Regions from separate parts of the Anser cygnoides genome. Here region 2 is linked to region 1. A link is a contact called in public Hi-C data. All regions are on one chromosome and are shown on one strand. Each heading gives the region's core, a stretch centred on a gene start, on an enhancer-like site or on the middle of the called end of the contact. The rest is flanking DNA. Distances are from core to core; before and after follow the strand shown.

Region 1 (2,927 bases), core at 220-2,719:
AAGTAAGTCAACCGCCCCGACTTAATTTCGTACATATGCCATCCCAACCCCCAGCCTCTCTCTGGTTGTTTTAGAGCTGCAAGAGCAAATTTTTTTTCTCAGAAAGTATCTCCCTTGGAGGCAAAGATTCTGTGTACACAGGAGCACTGACTGCTTTCAAACATCTCCTAACAGTTGCTGCAAAATTCATAGGTGAAGAGAAAGTCTCCCAAACTGGTAAAATCTTCATTACAATCTTGCTAGTCTGGTCCAGCCCAGTCTATGAATATGTTACATGCACATGCAGAAGCCAACTGGTTGCCAGAAAATGCCACCATTTGATATTTGCAGATAATCCATCGCACCACGGCGTGGTTGAGCCCAGAAGGTAAATACAAGTTATACTGGGATTAATTTAGCCCCTGACACAACGCACAGTCCGGGTGCAATCTGGGGGAAATGGATGGATGGCCAGCAAGGAAGCATGTTAGAGTGCTCTCCATCCAGGTGGCTGGTTCAGGCTGCTTGTCCTGGCAGAAAGAGGTCTTCGTTCTGCAGCCCTGCCCAGCTTGGGCTTTCCAGGAGTCTCCAAACCCCATAAATAAAAATGTAGACCTGTGAAAGCCATAACATCTGATCTGTCCCTCATACCAGGTTTCCCTCTGTGCAGATAGGGGTGTCAGTGCGGATATTTCTAATTTATGCTTGTGTCAGAGGAGTTTTCAGGGATGAGGAGCTCACAAGCAACCTCCAGAAACGTGTTTGCTTGCCCACAGGGGCTTCTACAGTGTGAGAAATGGATAACCCTGCTTCTTGGCTCCTAGGGAATAGCTGTAATTCATGGGAAGGGTTTCTTGCCACACACTTACCTGACACAAAAGTACAAAACAACCGGTCCTGACTTTTTGGGGAAGTCATGTTCCAGCACCCTGCGGTCCAGCTGAAGCCAGTTCAAGTGTCCACTGGCAAGAGAAAAGAGAGAGAGTTGTGAGCCCGGCGCTTGCATCTCGCCGCAGCGAGGTCAGAGGTGGTACAAAAGATGAAGCGAAGTGCCTGCTGTTTGCCCTTGGCCACTGCGTGCTATTTGAGAAAGAGCACAGCAAATGTTTGAGGAGCGGGGGCGATATCAGCCTGGCAACATTTCAGCCTGGGAATCGAGCAGCTAAAGTTCAGTGTGTCAGGGGGCAAGCCGGCAGCCCCAGATGTTATGAGCTTCACCTTTTTTATTGCAACCCCCCGGAACAATTGTATCGTTGAAAGTCTGTCAAGATTTTCATTAGAAATCCTTATTGTTAAGAGTTTCCACAAGGCCTGCAATATTTCACCCAAGGCTAAGCCTGACTGTTTACAGCCTCAGACAGTTTATTTACCACCCACATGCTTGCAGTAGGTTTGCCCAGCCTTTTTTTTTCCTCCTTCAGAGAGCTCCTGAAAAACAGCTGCTCCGTGAAACGTTCCAGCCCCAATTACCACACGCTGCTCTTCTCGAATCTCGGTGGTACCTGTCGCTGTTATTTTCTCCTGCAATTTACCCATTTGTGCCCTGCAGCTGGAAGCTTTCTTGGGCAGCAGCTCTGTTCTTTGTCACGTTCCACGCATCGTAAAGGGCTGTGCACACGTGAGCGGCATTTTATAAATACCATTATTTGTCTTACGGGGCCACATCTCACTCCACAGCTGAGAAAAAGGCCCCGTTAAATTAGGGGCTGTGGAAATACATAGGGTGAAATTCAGGTTTCCCCTGAAGTCAGCAGGAATTTTGCTGCTGCACAAAGTGATGCAAGGGCTGCATCCCGTGATCATTTTGCTATTGATTTCAGGCAGACCGGATTTCACCCAGAGGGAGAGGCAGCCCGTGCCTTCAGCAGTCTGCTGTCTAGACAAGCAAGGGGAGAGAGAATTGGAGCGATTTTTTTTTTTTTTTTGGGGGTGGGAATCGTACAGCAAATAAAGCAGGAAATGGTTTTCAGATGTCCTGAGCTCTATTCCAGTGTCTATTCACCAGCTCATGCTAATCCTCAAGATTAATTCTTCATGCCACCAAAAAAGAAGAAGAAGAAAAAAGCTTGGTTTGAAAAAAAAAAAAAGTGTTAATTTAAGTTCTAGGGTTGCCACAAGCCTCAACAATGTACTCTGTCAGCAAACACACTTGGCTTTCACAAGTGCCTGCCCATTGCTCCTTAGCAGCGCATGTACTTGGGGCAACTGAGAAACTCCCTTGGCAATTAAGCAACAACAGCTCTTTAGCAATTTAACCAGATTTGTAGCTCCCTCTCCTTTCTAGAAAAATAAATAAAGGGGAAAGTAGCAATTTCAGGATGCTTTGAATCGCCTGGGTTCCATCTGAATTTCCAGACAGCTGCCCTGGCTTGCGGAAATGCAGACAAGGGTGGGCAGAGCGGGGATCTAGCAGCCCAGGCAGCTCTGGGCTGTCCTGGAGACCAGCTGGGACATCGCCTGTGCCTGCCTTGGCTCAGCATCGTGCTTTGCACCGTCTGAGATGTTCAAATAGGCTGGTGAACTCCACTTGTCACGCCAGCGAGTTCAGGATCAGACATTTAGTAGTGATAGGACAAGTGGTAACGGCTTTAAAGTAAAAAAGGGTAGGTTTAGATTAGATATTAGGAGGAAATTCTTCACTGTAAGGGCGGTGAGGCCCTGGCCCAGGCTGCCCAGAGGAGCTGTGGCTGCTCCATCCCTGGCAGTGCCCAAGGCCAGGCTGGATGGGGCTTTGGGCAGCCTGGGCTGGGGGGAGGTGTCCCTGCCCATGGCAGGGGGTGGCACTGGGGCGGCTTTGAGGTCCCTTCCAACCCAAACCATCCTGGGATTTTATGATTTATAAGGAGACTATCTCACCTCGGTTTTTGTCACGTAGCAGTCTGGCATTCAGTCTACACTTTTGCATCTACTTTGCTTGGTCCATTTTTCCTTCCACATGTCTCAAGTAG
Region 2 (2,927 bases), core at 122-2,621, 490 kb after region 1:
AAACCCAGGATCAGTCTGGGGACACAAAATCCCTTTGGAAGTTTTGATAACTCCTTTAACCTCTATGTGATCATATTCATTCTCTTGACCCGTCAGCATACCATACATAAACCAAGGATAAGGCCAGTGTTTACTTCTGAGCAATACAGTGAGGCGGTACCACATGGCATTTAGAGAGAAATAAAATCCAAATCACCGAATCACAGAATTGTAGGGGTTGGAAGGGACCTCCAGAGATCATCGGGGCCAACCCCCCTGCCAAAGCAGGTTCCCCAGAGCAGGCTGCCCAGGTAGGCGTCCAGACGGGCCTTGAATGTCTCCAGAGAAGGAGACTCCACAACCTCCCTGGGCAGCCTGTCCCAGGGCTCCGTCACCCTCACCGTGAAGAAGTTCTTTCGCATGTTGGGGCGGAACTGCCTGGGCTCCATTTTGTGGCCATTGCCCCTTGTCCTGTCCCCAGAGACCACTGAAAAGAGGTTGGCCAAATCCCTCTGTCTCCAACACCTCAGGTATTTGTAAACATTGATGAGATCCCCTCTCAGTCTCTTCTCCAGGCTGAACAGACCCAGGTCTCTCAGCCTTTCCTCACAGGGGAGATGTTCCAGGCCCCGCATCATCTTTGTGGCCCTCCGCTGGACTCTTTCCAGGAGATCCCTGTCTTTTTTTTTGTGCTGGGGAGCCCAGAGCTGGACACAGTACTGGATAATCACCCCAACTGCCCACACAGGCCCCACACACACCAGGTTGGGGAAGATGCAGGCACTCGGTCCGCACCCAGCACCCCGCACCGGGCACAGGGGCTGCGATCCTATAACCCCTTACACCCTTTTCTCCCTACCCCACCTCGTTCATCCTGCTGCCCCTTCCCCTGCACATCCCTCCCAGCCCACCAGAGCCTGAGCAGCTTTTGGCGTGGTGGCAGGAGTTGGGCTCTGCCTGACCGGTGTTCAAGTCCCCCAGACCGTGAGCTGAGTTAAAAAGCACACTGACTAGAAATCATTTTGTTGGCTTTTATTGTATTTTATATTATTTCTTCAGTGATAACGCAGATGGGCTTCTCCAGCGGCGGTGCAACATCCCCACGTGGCATGATTTACGCTCGGATGTTGGTCACGGCTGGTTAGGTCACGCAGAGGCAGCACTTCAGCTCCGCCGCCTCCTTAATGATATTTGGCTAAAAATATATATATATTTATACTGCCTGCATGTGCTTCATTGCCTGCAATTAAACATTGAGAGAAGCCAACGGCATAAAATACACAAACCCGCCGCCCACCCCCGCCCTGTACACGCAGGAAATAGCTTCCTGCGCCTTTCTTTGCATTAATCTTTATTTTGGGCGTTAAATAAACTCAAGCTCAGCCCTGACGAACTCCCCTCAGCCGCCGCCCGCCCGCCCCTCAGGGACGAAGTCTGCCGCGTTGCTATGCCTGATGACGCACGCACACCCCGATTTTTCTCATTGGTCACTCCGAAGCCGCGAGGGCGCGTGGGAGAGGAGGCGGGGAAGCCGTGAGCCGTGTATGAGAGGCGGGCGCCGATTGGTGCTCGCGGAGAGAGGCGGGGCGCGATTGGCTGGCGGCGGGGCATTGTGGGGCGGCGGGCGCACGGGGAGCAGGGAGGGGCTGATGGCGGCCATCGGCGTGCATCTGGGAGCGTCCTCGGCGTGCGCGGCCGTGTACAAGGTGCGGGGGTGGGGGGGGTGGTAGTAGAAGGGGGTGGTGGTAGTAGGGGGTGGTGGTAGTAGGGGGTGGTGGTAGTAGGGGGTGGTGGTAGTAGGGGGTGGTGGTAGAAGGGGGTGGTGGTAGAAGGGGGTGGTGGTAGTAGGGGGTGGTGGTAGTAGGGGGTGGTGGTAGAAGGGGGTGGTGGTAGTAGGGGGTGGTGGTAGTAGGGGGTGGTGGTAGAAGGGGGTGGAGGAGAAGGGGGTGGTGGTAGTAGTAGAGGAGATGGAGGAAGTAATAGTGATAGTAGAAGGAGGAGGTGGTAGCAGAGAGGTGGAGGAGAGAAGTAGTAGTGGTAGTAGAGGAGGTGGTGGGAGTAGTAGTAGGGGAGGTGGAGAAGGTAATAGTGGTAGAAGGAGGAGGTGGTAGTAGAGCAGGTGGTGGGAGGAGGAGGTGGAGGAGGAGGTGGTGGGAGTAGTAGTAGAGGAGGTAGAGGAGGAAGTAGTGGTAGTAGTAGAGGAGGTAGAGGAGGAAGTAGTGGTGGTAGTAGAGGAGGTGGAGGAGGAGGTAGTGGTGGTAGTAGAGGAGCTGGTAGAGGTGGTAGTAGTAGCATAGGAGGAGGAAGTGGAGGAGCAGGAGATGGTGGGAGGAAGAGATAGTGGTAGTAGAGGGAGGAGATGGGAGTAGTAGTAGTGGAGGTGGTGGGAGGAGGAGTTAGTAATGGTAGTAGAAAGAAGAGGTGGTAGTGATAGGAGGAGGTGGAGGAGGTAGTAGTGGTAGTAGGAGGAGGTAGTAGTAGAGGTGGGAGGAGGAGGAAGCAGAGATGGAGGAGGAGGTGGGAGGAGGTAGTGATAGAAGGAGGAGATGGTGGTAGTAGTAGAGGAGGTGGTGGAGGAGGTAGTAGTGGTAGCAGAAGAAGGAGGTAGTAGTAGTAGTAGAGAAGGTGGAGGAGGAGGTGATGGTGGAGGAGGAGGAAGTGGAGATTGAGGTGGAGGAGGATGTAGTAGTGGTAGGAGGAGGAGGTGACAGTAGTAGTGGAGGAGGAGATAGTAGTGGTAGTAGAAGGAGAGGAGGTGGTAGTAGTAGAGGAGGGAGGAGGTGCAGGGGCCGTGCTGACAGACGCTTCTCCCCGCAGGACGGCCGCGCGGACGTGGTGGCCAACGATGCCGGGGACCGGGTGACTCCTGCCGTCGTGGCCTTCACGGAGAGCGAGGAGGTGAGGCCTGCCTGCGCGGGGGCCCCCGGGAGAGCCGCTCCGCATGGGGC

The links. A called contact is a pair of places that touch in the nucleus more often than the background predicts.
Region 2: a contact with region 1 is called in a Hi-C map of liver, with 1.6 times the contacts expected there. The contact joins the promoter of HSPA14 here to the enhancer-like site in region 1. A contact is called at or near these places in 2 of 7 Hi-C or Micro-C datasets (granulosa cells and liver).

What each region holds. Positions count from the first base shown.
Region 1 is chr1:7,431,417-7,434,343 of Taihu_goose_T2T_genome, forward strand. FRMD4A (FERM domain containing 4A) reads right to left here. Exons shown (of 23, transcript XM_048062551.2): 4 at 849-941. Among named protein-coding and RNA genes, the nearest start is that of PRPF18, 110 kb to the left of the region's middle. Within about 2 kb of position 1,470, at least 2 of the 3 cell types and tissues checked have open chromatin away from gene starts, as enhancers often do. A contact at or near this core is called in liver, where this site is marked.
Region 2 is chr1:7,916,879-7,919,805 of Taihu_goose_T2T_genome, forward strand. HSPA14 (heat shock protein family A (Hsp70) member 14) reads left to right here and starts at 1,372. Exons shown (of 14, transcript XR_010825842.1): 1 at 1,372-1,685; 2 at 2,797-2,877.